Linked DNA regions of Mus musculus: all the other regions are linked to region 1. The links are chromatin contacts, called in public Hi-C and HiCAR-type maps. All regions are on one chromosome and are shown on one strand. Each heading gives the region's core, a stretch centred on a gene start, on an enhancer-like site or on the middle of the called end of the contact. The rest is flanking DNA. Distances are from core to core; before and after follow the strand shown. Region 1 overlaps Gm35111 (a long non-coding RNA gene). Region 2 has its middle 190 kb from the start of Gm35111. Region 3 has its middle 180 kb from the start of Gm41013.

Region 1 (4,143 bases), core at 970-3,469:
CAGTCCTGGTCACTAAACAAAAGCAACAGATCAACCCAAAGAACTAGAGTGTCTTCTTTGGTGAGAGGAAATGCTATTTGAGAAAAGTAGCAAACAAAGGAAATCTCTGACAAATGAGTCATGAGAGGGAAAGGAGTCTCCCAGCACGGGGTGTTCTTGTGGCTCCGTTATTATTAATTGTGAGGACACGCTTACTCATGTCTTGTTCACTCTTGCCTCTACCATCACTGAGCTCATGTTACATTTATCCTAATGAACCAAGCCCACCAGAGATACACTGTGCACCACTTTAACGTGAACAGATTAGTCAGAGGAATTTTTATTTTGTTGGTCAGACTGGTCATCTCTGGGGACTTCTTGCTTTAGCTATCATTGTTTAGACTTTGAAATAAATGTGCAATGTATTTTCTAAGCCTATGACTAAGATTTAGAAAAAGTAGTATAAATTTCATATTGCTCAAATTATGAAATCTATCTACACTTCATTTTTATAAGGCACATGAAGACTGTGCTTGGTTTAAACAATTTCTTCTGACCACAGTAAGCTCTTGTGATGACCTTAACACGCACATCATAACTCACAGTTTGCAAGTGGGAACCAATGCTTCAGGTTGAGATGCTTGCAGAGAGGGATTTTTGCATTCTCTAAAGCATAAAAGTAAGCACAAAGCAAAGAGTAGCTGAGATGATTGGATGTTTGTGACACTGAGCCTTGAGGTGCTCAGATTTGGTGAAAATATTCTTCTAGTTGTGTCTGGGAGGTCAGTTCTGGATGAAATTAACATTTGGATCTGTAGACCCCCAAAAGCAATAAAGCAGTCTTCAGAGAAGATTCATCTGGCCTACTGAAAGCCTGGATGAATAGGTGAGCAAAAAGAACTCCAGAGCTCCATCTGTAAGCTGCAGCATCAGTTGCGTCTCTTAGACTCTGACTCAGACATGATATTATATCCTGAGCTCTCATGGGTTTTAGGGCTTTACACTCAGATGTGAAACCACGTCACTGTCTCCAGTCTGCAGACTCTAGGTTTGTTTGTTTTTTGTTTTGATTTTGTTTTTGTCCATTTATAAGAAAATGTCTTCCTTGGAAGCCCACGCTATTTTCAAAGTTTTGGTAATCCTCTTGCCTTGGCTTCCCAAATGCACAGATTACTGAAATGTGGCATTACATTTGTCTTTAACTACAGATCTGAAACCTCTCAGACTGCAGAATTGCACGCAACAAGCCTCTTTGACAAATCGACTGCTATGTATATCTTGTTGTCTCCATGTCTGTGGAGAAGCTGGACTAGCACAGAACATATGGAAAATAGGATAATCTTCTACATAGATATTTTCAAAGAATAGCAAGAAGCCAGTTGTGGCTATCAACCAATGTTTTAACAATACATATGCTCAGTGTTCAGATTGGAAATTTTATGTGACTTTCTACTACATCCTAAACTCCTTGGGAGGGCTGAGGAGTCTGAGGTGGTATGGGGCAAGTCCAGGAGGAAGAATATTAACCTTGTTCCTAAGACAGTCCACTTTATACAGCTTATATTCTCAAGTCCTTTAGTGCTTGATGACCACACTGAAGAAAATGAAATAAAAGCAGGATATCAGATGCAAACTAGCATTATGTATCTGACTTGCACCGCAGTGACAATGTCTACTGTATTTTCTATTCCTGTACAGAAGATGTTACTGGTCAAGAAATACCCCTTTTCTAATATTAATTTAGTCTGATAGTATTAATTTCTGATAACATATTAATTAATTCATTCAAGTTAATAACGACATGTTATTCACTATTTTCATTGCCTTTTGTTGGTTTACTTTTCCTTAAGCTTTACTTAAAGTGGCGCTGTCCTTACATGTTCCAAGCACAGAGTAAAATAGATGTATCACACAAACTACAATCTCTGTTGCTTGCTCCGTAGAGTGCCACAATTTTTTTCAACTGTAGGCTTCTATTTCTATAATGCTTATATCAGACACAAGGGAGCAAATTCTTGTTCTTGGGTGGGGGGCAGGGGTTGAATAAAGGTCTAGGTTAGCCTGCCCTCTAGTGTGGCTTACTGATTTCTGGGGAGAGAAAAAAAATGCAGCATGTCCTAGAAGCTGATTGTGCAATTCTGTTGGGTTGGCAACCTGCCATCAGCACCAGAACACTGCACAACTTCCTCCTCTTTGGGAGCTACAGGCTTCAAGCATTAGGTCACATTTGTAACCCAGTTTTGAGCAGAAACACACTCTAGACACACCCTATGCCTGCCTAAGCCAGTGTCACATGGTTATCCTTGACTGTGGCTTTTGTCATTTCCTCCCATTTAATGATAACACACAATGAAACTAAATAAAGGGACAGACTTCTTACTACAGGAACTCGGGGATTTACAGAGTGCTTCTGAGGGGAATTTGGTCTCAGAAATGGTACTGGTTTAGGCTGATCTCTCTGAAGCAGTCTGCCTATGTGTCTCCTTGGCTGGCCCTTCTGAATGTGAGGCTACAGCCAAATGGCTCTGAGGCTGCACTCCAGGATCCATGTTACCACACCAGAAGCATCTTTGAGATTTGGTTTTACTTCTTCGTTCAAATTCTGCTCAAAATTAAACTGCCTTGGAGGATAGTGTTTAAAATTTTTTGATTTATATTTAGCTACACAAAATGAGCTCCCTTTAAAAAATGAAAAACTAATTGCTATATTTGCTTAAACCTAGAAGTGCCCTGGTTATAGATCAACTCTGAAGTTATTTTAAACATGTTACTGCAATGCTAAATTTCAAACGCTTTTTCAGGATTTTGTGCATATGTTCAGTTGGGATGCTCAGAATTCCTGGCTGATGGGAATTTAACCAGTGCCTGCCTGTTCTTCCTAACCCACATACATAACATACATAACATACATGTTCTGGACTCATTTGTCTAAGAAGTGAGAGTCTTCCATTTTTAAGCACTCATAATTTAAAGAAAGTCTAGATGTTAGCCTTTACAATAATAACAAATAGAGCAATAATCTTTAAAACCACCCATAGATGTAAAATATTTTGTATGTATGTATGTGTGTGCATATATATATATTCTACAAAATATGCCTTCTTTCTGTTCTCAAATCATTAGTCTACTAAGGCTGCATGCAAGGACTAAAGTGACATAACAGCCTCTGGAGAGCACCACCATTCATCTTGGGCATCGGCATTTCCTTAAGATGAGTTCTGTCATAGTAGGCATATGGATATAATTGTGTTGTCCATTTCTTCTTGTCTGGCAGTAATACAACCAAAGCAAATATAAAGACTTGAGGGTTTAAGAATCACAATCAGATGAGTGGAAAGGAATTGAAGAGAGACAACACAAAGCAACAGACTCCTAGGCGACAAGATATACCTGTATGGCAGTTGTCCTCCATTCTGGAGCCTTCATTGTGTCATTTGTGATAAGCATGGCATGGACCAAGTGTAATCAGAGGTATCTGATTTTCATCCCCAAACTGCCTGTTCTAATTGTATCTGTCCCATTCTCACCACATCTGTGTGTTTCCATATATTTTAGATACAAAATATAACAGATTAAAGTTTGCCAGTGCAGGCACAATGTTACCCAAACACCATGTTCTCACTGGCTCTGGTTCCCATTCTAATCCACACCCTTGGCATGTTTGCCATTTGCTGTATTGATTTTTCAGCTTGTGTTCTTTGCTCAAGTCTCTGAAAGACATCATAAATGTAATCACTGTCATGAAGAGGAAAATGAAACACTGCAGACCTTGTGATTGGTGCATTGCATGTTTTTGTCACAGCATCTCAAATACACGTGAGATTCACTGATTCCCTATCAGTGGCTCCCTTTTGCCCCTCTAGTTTGCTGACATGTGATTTTCCAAGTCATTTTTAGAAATCTGAAACCTGTTAGAGATTGCAGATGCTAGGCTCTGCATGGCTGCTATCGTTTTGGCAGAGTCTGCTCTTTCAAGACAACAAAGGCAACACATAAAAATCTGCCTTCTCTGACTCTGTCCTTAAAGTCTCTGTGGATGCAGGACACTTAAAACACTTCTAGACATCCAGGTCTAGACTGGACCTTTTCTTCCTTTTTACTCAACAGAGTACAAGGGCTTTTGCCTTGGAACTCACAAGCTTATTCCCATTACCAGCTTCTACT
Region 2 (4,143 bases), core at 269-2,768, 160 kb before region 1:
GTTGTTGTTGCTTTAGACTTTTAAAACATGGCATTATAGCTTGTCACTTTATTGGAAAGGTTTTCCATGTGTCAAAGGATGGACAGAGACAATAGAGTGCCAAGTTTGAATCCTCTTAGTTTATAGTTTATTTAGGATTGAAGACAGTGCTCTGTTTTCAGAATATAAGAGTTAATTTTCTAACCATGCCTTCACTGTAACAGAGCAGGAAATGTAAAGAATAGATATTTTACAAATGAATAGTAGATATGCTTTTGGGTGTTTTATGGAGATAGTGAACAAAGAAATCATTGAGAAGCATTTACTGAACAATGTATGCAGAACTGAAGAGTGGATGAAGTGAGCCCTTACCTCAAACACTGTCAGGTTTTGTTCAAAAGTGACAGCGTGCTTCGTAACAGTGTCCTGTACATGTGGCCCATCTCTGTCACTATAGCACAAGAAGTTTGTGCTGACAGGACTGTCTGTGACCCTTGGCAGTGGAGGCAGTGGATTGGTAATACATGCAATATCTTAATGGAGTAAAAAGTATCATCCACAAGTGGTTAAACTTATCTACAGGGCACCATTCAGTGACAGATAATGAACAAAAGATTCTTTTTGAAAATACTAATTGCTTATTTTTAAATTTTGTCTTAACTGTGCTTTTTGAGATGTATTCAGAGGTTTGTAACTCTGCAAAAAAGAAAGAAAGAAAGAAAGAAAGAGAGAGAGAGAGAGAAAGAAAGAAAAGAAAAAAGAAGGAGAGAAAGAAAAAAGGAAGAAACAAAGAAAGAAAAGACAAGCATTGAGTCTGTGATATATTTGGGGCTATTGAATAGAATGTTTGTCCTAGCCCTGTGTATCTACATTTCTAAGTGACTTTGACTCTGGCTCCAAGCTGGCGAGCCTTGGGGGGGTTCTGCCTTCCAACCCCATTATTTCAAAATGTGAGGATGGGGTTCTAGAGAGACTGAAGTGCCTGGCTAGCATTACGTCATTTCTTAGACACAGAAGCTGGACGAGAAGACTGGTGTTTAGTTCTTTCCACGGCATTAACTTTTACTTTTTCACTCTAATTTTTATGAACTCATGGAAGTCAAAAGCATCACTGTACTCACATGCCCCTTTAATCTCACTTCCAGGCTGTAATCTATAAACACATTTACTTAAATATGAGTGCAGTTTCCGTCTAAGCTCCGGGACTCTCTTCTGTGCTGTTTTCCTTGCCAGCAAGCCTGTCATGAGATGTGATTTCTCTCAAGGGTTCCCGAAAGAGGTGTTTGTGTGAGCCAACTGACAGAGGGCCAGAGCCCCGAGGCCATCAGCTAACGTCCATATATATTTACACATTGTGCTTTTATTAAACTGTTTCAAGCACACCCCAAGTATAAGTTTTTTTTTCTCCCAGTGACCTCATTTAGAAAGAGAAAATACATTGTTGCGAAACTCCAGCCCAGCTGAGAAGGTTTCACACCAATCAACCCCACTTCCCAACTCTCCGTCCCCTTGCTGCAGAAGCAAAGGTCGCCACAGAGCCACAGAGTGCGGGAGTTGGAAATGCTGTCAGGTTTTCTGTACTTTGATTCTGCTATGGTGAAAACAGTTGAGGTTCATCTATCTGTGACCTCGGAGTCTGTGTAAGAAGCCATGTAAGAGGCCAGAGGTCTGTCTAGAAGTGTTCCACATAGAGATGGCCTAGGTCAGGTGACGAGAATCTGTGAAAGAGAAAAGATAAAGGGTTAATAATAGAGTCGAGCTAGACCTGGGAACTGTGATGAAATCAGGAGAATGGTTGAAATCCCAAGACAGGAAACAGATGGCTCATGTGTCCTGGAGAGCCACTTGAACTGGAGGACTGGCTCAGTGGTAGAGCACTTGTATGGCATATCTTTGTTTCAAGCATTATAAGAAAGCAAAACAAAACAAATAAATATATAAAAATTATGGGCTTGTTAAAGAACTAAACAGTTTGTGAGCATCTGCTCTAAGCCAGACACTGTAGTCTTTGTACTGGAAGTTGGAATATAGTACATAACGCAAACAAAGCCCAAAGTCTAATAGTTTCATTTTAGTGGGCAAAGGAACAGACGATAAGATATTGACAAAATAGAAAACTAGATTTAACAGAGAGAAGTGCTCTATGGATTTCAAAAAAAGAACTCTTGTCAAAGGAGATCAAGAGAACTGGGGGTGGGCAAGACAGGGCTGGAAATTTGAAAAGTGCTCCGAGCAGGTCTGATTAAGGAAATATTTGAGGATACGTTGGAGAGGATGAGGCAGCCCTCTGCACAGACATCCAGTAGGAGCTGGCTATATTAGGTTAGAGTAAATGAAGGACCATTGGCATTGCACCAGCCCAGATATGGTGTAAGATAACTCTGGAAAAGTAGCAAAGTACAATTACCAGTGCTTTGCTGGACCATTATCTCCAGTGGTCAGCGAAATGCTTGACCGTGGTGCATGTTGCAGAAGTGAGACAGGTTTCTCAAAAGGCATGGAGTCTTAGTGAAGTCGGCACATCAGTTTTAACTTTTATAATGAAACATTTCAGAGTTGAATTTGAGGGAGATTTTGTTGTTACTGTTGTTTTGTATTTTTTTGTTTTCACCTTTTGTAACTTTGGGTCAGTTAAATTTCCTTTAATTCTCTCCAAGATGTCTTCCACACGACCTCCCATGGTATGGCAGGTGGTAGTGTTCCCAGCAGGTCCTCTTGGCTCCTCCCATCAGCTTGGTGAGCCTGTTCAACATTGTGTTTCCCTCCTATGAGATGCCACTTAGAACTTCATTCAGATGCTGAGTCTTGTGCGGCCTTGCCTCAGCAGCATGGTCTGCCCTTTCCCACTCTGTCCTCCCAAACTCTCTTCCCCTCATTTGCTAGCATGGCCTGTTGTCATACCTGAGCACGAAAGGATGCAGTTCTGCCTTTACCTCGTGTAGAAAGACCCTGAGGGCAGGCTGTTGTTGGTCCACAGCCTTATCTAGCTTCTTCACATTGCTGCTCAGCTACCCCTCTCCCGTAGAGATCCCTACAAGTCACAGCAACAGAATCTTTGCTCATGTTTGCATGTGGAATGACTCAAACTACGATGACAACAGAGAACCGAGATTCTTGGTCAAATTAAAGACTTCATGTTCTGGAAAACCATGAAGAAAAACACGGTCATCAAGAGATGCTACAAGTATTTCATTATTTTTCTGCTTGCCCTTGAAATGGGCACACCTGAGACAGAAGTTGTTATCTACTAGGAAAATCCTGTAGGGCACAGATTTGTGTATGTTAATGAGCAGAGTGTTAAATTACTAAAGTCAGTTCCTAATTGTAGCAAGGTAATATTATCTTCATTTTATAAACCTGTAAAAGCACACTTAGTGACTTATTATTGGTGCAAAAATATCAAATTCTTCTATGAAATACAAATTTTCAAAAATTGTTTCCCCGATCACTACCAATTATATGTCCTGAAACCATTTAAACAACTAACATATTGGTGTTAGCAGACATTTTTCACAAATTGTATATTTAGAAGTTTAAAACAGCATGTAAAGTAACTAAAATCATTTATGACTCTATTTAAACACAAGCTCTACAGAGTAAAAGCTTCACTTCTTCTTTTATAAGACAGTCTCTTAATCATGTGAGGGTTATAGTCGTACTCATTCTGATAGCCTCTGAAGGCTTTGATAACATAATTGTCCCAGAAGTGCTATTGGACAACTCTATCTAATGAGGGGGAAATACCCCTTCAGAAGGATCGTGGGCTGGAAAGTCTTGTGTGTTGCAGGATTTTCCCTGTCCAATTACATTAGGGCAGCAGGAGGCCTGTGATTCGACAGGGAAAAAGGAAACAACCCTAAGAGTTGTAGAGTCAGAGAGCATCTTAGAGAGAGAAAGAGAAGGCCAAAATGGAGGCAGATGTGAACCAGCATGGCTCTAACCACCCACAGGGAGTTGTGGTATCATACTGTTAGAATAATTGTGATAAATATTTTATCATTATCAGTTGGTTCAGAAATTACTGTATCTGTATCTGATAAATTGGAATTTATTGATACATACATCTGATTGGTTAATTATAAGATTTAAGAGTTTTGATTCTGCATGGTCCTTTCCTTCCGCCTCTGCTCCAAACTTTGTATCTGTAACTCCTTACATGGGTAT
Region 3 (4,475 bases), core at 140-2,639, 180 kb before region 1:
TTTTCAGCCAATGGATTAATTCTGACAATGTAGGAATGATAACAATCTGCTGGTTCTGTTTATCAAATCATTAAATCTTAGCAGTTCTTTTGATTCACTGGCCATTTATGGTTTCTTACATGCTTTGAATATATTACCTGTAAGTGTGGAAACAATGTTTTCTGTTCCTTTCATTTCCTTCACAAAATCAGAACAATATGTGTGTATTATAAATAGCTATTTTATAGCAGAAGAAGGTTGAATATGTTTTTTAAGTTCTTTTGTAAATATCTGGTTTCAAGAAAGAGAAAAATTAAAAGTATAAACACCAATAAAATTTTCTTTCATGAGAATTTTACTATTGATCTTTAAGTCAATAACTGACTTCTTTATATTAGAAGCTAATGGCATTAATTCTAGAGGCTTGATTCTATGTTACTGGTATAATAAGTAAGCCTAATGTATTTATTTTATAGTTATGGACACAGTTTTTGTAAGGGTAGTCTTGGGTACATTTGGAAGCAGAAATGAAGGAAATGTTTAAAACAATCAGAGACCAATAATGAGCTTCTAATTCATGAAAGTTATTTAACTCAGATTCATTCTTCATGTGTGTTTTTTTGAGAGTCTAACAGGTTGCCTTTACCCACTTCAATGTGTAGTAGAAGCCTAGGACGAGAAGAGGCTCATTTCCTGTTGCTGACATCAATTGCTTAGTTGGACAATGTTTAAATACTGCAGTATACAGGAAAAAGTTGTTTCTTGTATTTTCATTTTTCCACTAAGGCTTAAATTAAATATAAACAGTTTTATATTTATCATGGAAGAGACAGTTAAACCAGTACTAAGTGGCTATTGAGGCCACTCTAGAGAGCCACACATTTCTATTATCCTCCTAACTGAGTACACTATAACTCTATTTTTTACAACTCTAAGAAATCTATAATTTTGTTAATGCATTTGTTCAACTTCTTTTCAAGAATCTTGTGCCATTAACTCAATTTGTAAGATTTCTATTTGTATTAGCCTACCCAAATGTATGTTGGGAATTGTTTATGAGATTATTGTTCCTGGTAACTGCAAGTGAAACAGCTATTGTTGCTAATTAATATTCCTAGGAGAGAGAGGAGGAAGCTGCTTGGACTCATCACATACAGCACAGGGCTAGGCTGTTGCATCCATCCTTTGGGACTGTCTTTAAGTTTCCTATATCTGTGCTGTTCAGAACATTGGTATTGCAAAAGAAGAGCAAAGGGAGCCAATTCCAATTAATATGGCTGACCACGTTCCCCAGGGAAAAGCAGAAAACAGCTTCAAAAACGTCACAGGCTGAATTTTCTAGGAATTGTGCATTGGTGTGGATACCTGGGATTCAGCCAATTGTCAACAGTATATAAATCCCATGATGTATAGCAAAGGAATGTTGGAGAAGTTAGGGTAGTCCTTTCCCTAGAGACACAACTGGAGAAAGTTAGGCTGCTGAAAGTAACATTAAAAAAAATACCCTACTGTTTCTCCTAGCTAATTCAGCACACTATACCCCCACATTCCCATCTGATACCCCGAGAATAAGTGAATGACCTCCTAGAATAGAATCAAGAACATTTTTTTATATTTTTATACTGTAACAGGTTTTATATTCGTCAAAAAGGAAAGATAAAATAATTAATGCAAGTTTGGAACAACAAACTCTTCAGACACTTAATTTATTTTTCCTGTGGAGAGTGGGTTGCTTTTGCCTTTGCCCTTCTCCCATCTCTTATCGTTGCATGTTTTAGTGTGCTTTTTGGTCTTCACTCATTCAGATGTTAATGTACGGCTGAGATGTATTTTCCTGATTAACACAATGTGCATTTCTGGGTCTGCTCACGCAGCAATAAGAACAGAACTGTCCTAATTATTCAGTATATTGTGGCACATCACTTAGGGTAATCAGCAAATGACTTCATTCTGCCTGTACGTGTGTGTGTGTGTGTGTGTGTGTGTGTGTGTGCATGTGCGTGTATGCATGCGCACACACACTTAAGTGGTTGAATAAAACTGAGAGCTGAGAAAATGATCAAAACCATTTGTGGTAGGTCTTTGGCAAGGGGTTTGGTAAGCATTTCCCAAGTATTTATGCATTAACATATAGATACTGAACACTGGTCCAGAGTAGATAAGCCGCCCAGTGATTAGATAGACTTAGGAAATGTACACACTTGAGACTGATTAAGAACCTTCGAGAAGTCCCTAACTAAGCAAACATCCGTGGTTTTGTCTGACATAAACTTTCTTACAGATATCAGACAGGAGAGCAGCTTTTCTTCCATATAAAAGCTACAAACAGGCCTGGGGTGATAGTTCAGTTGGTAAAGTGAATGGTGTGCACGTATAAGGATACAAGTATCAGCCTCAGAAACCACGTGGAAAAAAATGTGATATAATCCCAGAGTGGGAGAGCTGCAGGCACATTCCCGGGGCTCACTTACCAGCCTGATCAGCCTACTGGTGAGATCTAGGCCAGTGACAGACTTTGTTTTAAAAAAATGTAGATGCTACCTAAGGAATGCCACCCCAGATTGTGCAGGAAGGAGAGAGAAGGGGGTGGTAGAGGGGAGAAGCAAAAGAAGAGAGAGGGAGAGAGAAGATAGACACTAAAAGAAATCTAAAGAGTAGCATTTTTTCAAATATGCTTTTAGAAATCCTAATTTAAATTTTTTTTTTTTTTTTTTTTTTTTTTTACATTTTACAAACTGTGAAACCCAGTCCTTAGGAATTAAAGTTACACCATTAATGAGTTGTTTACTTGTCCCTAAAAGTTTGGACTTGTCACATTCTAGATACGGTACCCTGTACCTACTGTACCCAACTTGTTTTGTTCAACTGTAGCTAATAATTTGGCAACATTTACTTACTCTCTAAAATAGACTTTAAAATTGAAGCATGACTATACAAAGTAAATTTGACCCTTTTAGGGATTATTTCCATGTGTTTTGGAGTTGAGTGAAAAGTTTCACTTATTTCTTAAATATTAAATAAATTTAAAAGTGTGTGTTAGATTACTATAAAATAATTTCAGTAGAAGTATATCAGGGTTTAAATTATTTAAAAAGAAAATTCCAGGTTGCTTTGATCAATGTAGCTGATGGTGCAGATTTCAAGACTGATGGAAGTCGGTGGATTATAATGGGGAAAAAGAAAAGACAAACTAACCGGTAAAGATGAAGATACAGGATGGGCACACAGACAAGGGCTTTGGCAGCAGAGCATACACCAGGAACTGATCATCTGCATAAACATGTCCAGAAGGAGGCCTGTGGGGCATGGGAAGTGACTTGTGTAAATAACTAGACCTTCTGGGAAAGGCCGTTTCTTATAAGAGATGGTTCTTTCCACCCAACACGTGACTTTTACTTCCTGTTTCCTTTCTCCACTCTACACTTGTTCAAGATCTGTTCTGGAAGTAAGCCAGGTGCCTTCCTTCTCCATTTCTCTCTCTGTGATACATAGCAGTCACTGAGAGATAGGGGTCGTCATGAGGAGAGCCCTACAGAGTAAATCACTTCTTAGAACAGAACCCGTGATTTCATTTTCATGTCATCAGCACATGTAAGCTGTTTGATTATACTTTCCAAATGAAATTTATCTTTAAAATAGCATGGTGTTCCTGAGACAAAAATGAATTGTGATGGAATGTGGTAATTGTCACTTAATTTTTTTGTGTGTGTGGAATGTACAGGTTTTGTTTGCTTAACAAAACATGGGTTAACACAGAGGAAGTAGGTGAGAGTACATACCCATGTGGGATTTACCCCTCCCCTTTTTCTCCTCAGTAGTTACATAGCCTGTTTGCTCTATCTTCGTTCTAGCCTATCTGTTTCACAAAGCAACCATATTTAATCTTAAGGTATAGAAACAAGAACTAGATTCTTCTTTGAAGGAGAGAGGATGGCTCCTGAGCATGTCCTCCTTGCCCAACTTAAACCTGAAAAGGATTTTGTATAAAAATACAAAGCCATAGAAAATAATAGTAATAACCATATGGAAACAAAATGAAACTGGGCTGTGACTAGGGACGTTTCACATGGCCAGACCTGGGAATCAAGGAGCATTCTGGGCAAAGAAATCGCATCTGGTGGGAACTGGTTGCTCCATGCATATGGTAGAGCGCTGACTCCTGTCCCTCTGTTCCAGATGGAAGCCACATGGAATACATAAGCACAATGATACCTGGGAACACAGCCATCTACCCTCTGCCTGCAGGGAAATGGCATGTGTATTAGACTTCCTCGTGGCAGTCAGGAGATGGTGTTTCCCAGTGTGAGTATTTTTCTATATTTGCTCCTTATATAAGTCAGGCATTATCAGGGAACTTCTGGATGGGGCAGAAAAGGGGGTGACCTCTTTCTTGCCCCCAGAAACGATTGTGATGGTGGAGACGCCTAAGAAGGAAATACAGGTTAGTGAAATAAAACCCTTAATGTTCTATTTGATTATTGCTTTTTATGGCATGG

The links. A called contact is a pair of places that touch in the nucleus more often than the background predicts. HiCAR-type assays count read pairs that join an accessible place to other places.
Region 2: a Hi-C map of liver shows a contact between it and region 1, with 2.4 times the contacts expected there. The contact joins two enhancer-like sites. A contact is called at or near these places in 4 of 484 Hi-C or Micro-C datasets (Sertoli cells, brown adipocytes, liver and 1 more).
Region 3: a contact with region 1 is called in a HiCAR-type map of fibro-adipogenic progenitors, with 2.3 times the contacts expected there. The contact joins two enhancer-like sites. A contact is called at or near these places in 5 of 484 Hi-C or Micro-C datasets (the 3T3-L1 cell line, 3T3-L1-derived adipocytes, Sertoli cells and 2 more) and 3 of 115 datasets of contacts at active chromatin or transcription factors (the NIH/3T3 cell line, bone marrow-derived dendritic cells and fibro-adipogenic progenitors).

The regions. Positions count from the first base shown.
Region 1 is chr13:90,513,877-90,518,019 of GRCm38.p6, forward strand. All of the region lies in intron 1 of Gm35111 (a long non-coding RNA gene), which reads right to left. Among named protein-coding and RNA genes, the nearest start is that of Gm35111, 33 kb to the right of the region's middle. Within about 2 kb of position 2,220, at least 184 of the 459 cell types and tissues checked have an H3K27ac peak or open chromatin away from gene starts, as enhancers often do. A contact at or near this core is called in brown adipocytes and liver, where this site is marked.
Region 2 is chr13:90,358,678-90,362,820 of GRCm38.p6, forward strand. No RefSeq gene overlaps it. Among named protein-coding and RNA genes, the nearest start is that of Gm35111, 190 kb to the right of the region's middle. Within about 2 kb of position 1,519, at least 49 of the 459 cell types and tissues checked have an H3K27ac peak or open chromatin away from gene starts, as enhancers often do. A contact at or near this core is called in brown adipocytes and liver, where this site is marked.
Region 3 is chr13:90,339,627-90,344,101 of GRCm38.p6, forward strand. No RefSeq gene overlaps it. Among named protein-coding and RNA genes, the nearest start is that of Gm41013, 180 kb to the left of the region's middle. Within about 2 kb of position 1,390, at least 8 of the 459 cell types and tissues checked have an H3K27ac peak or open chromatin away from gene starts, as enhancers often do.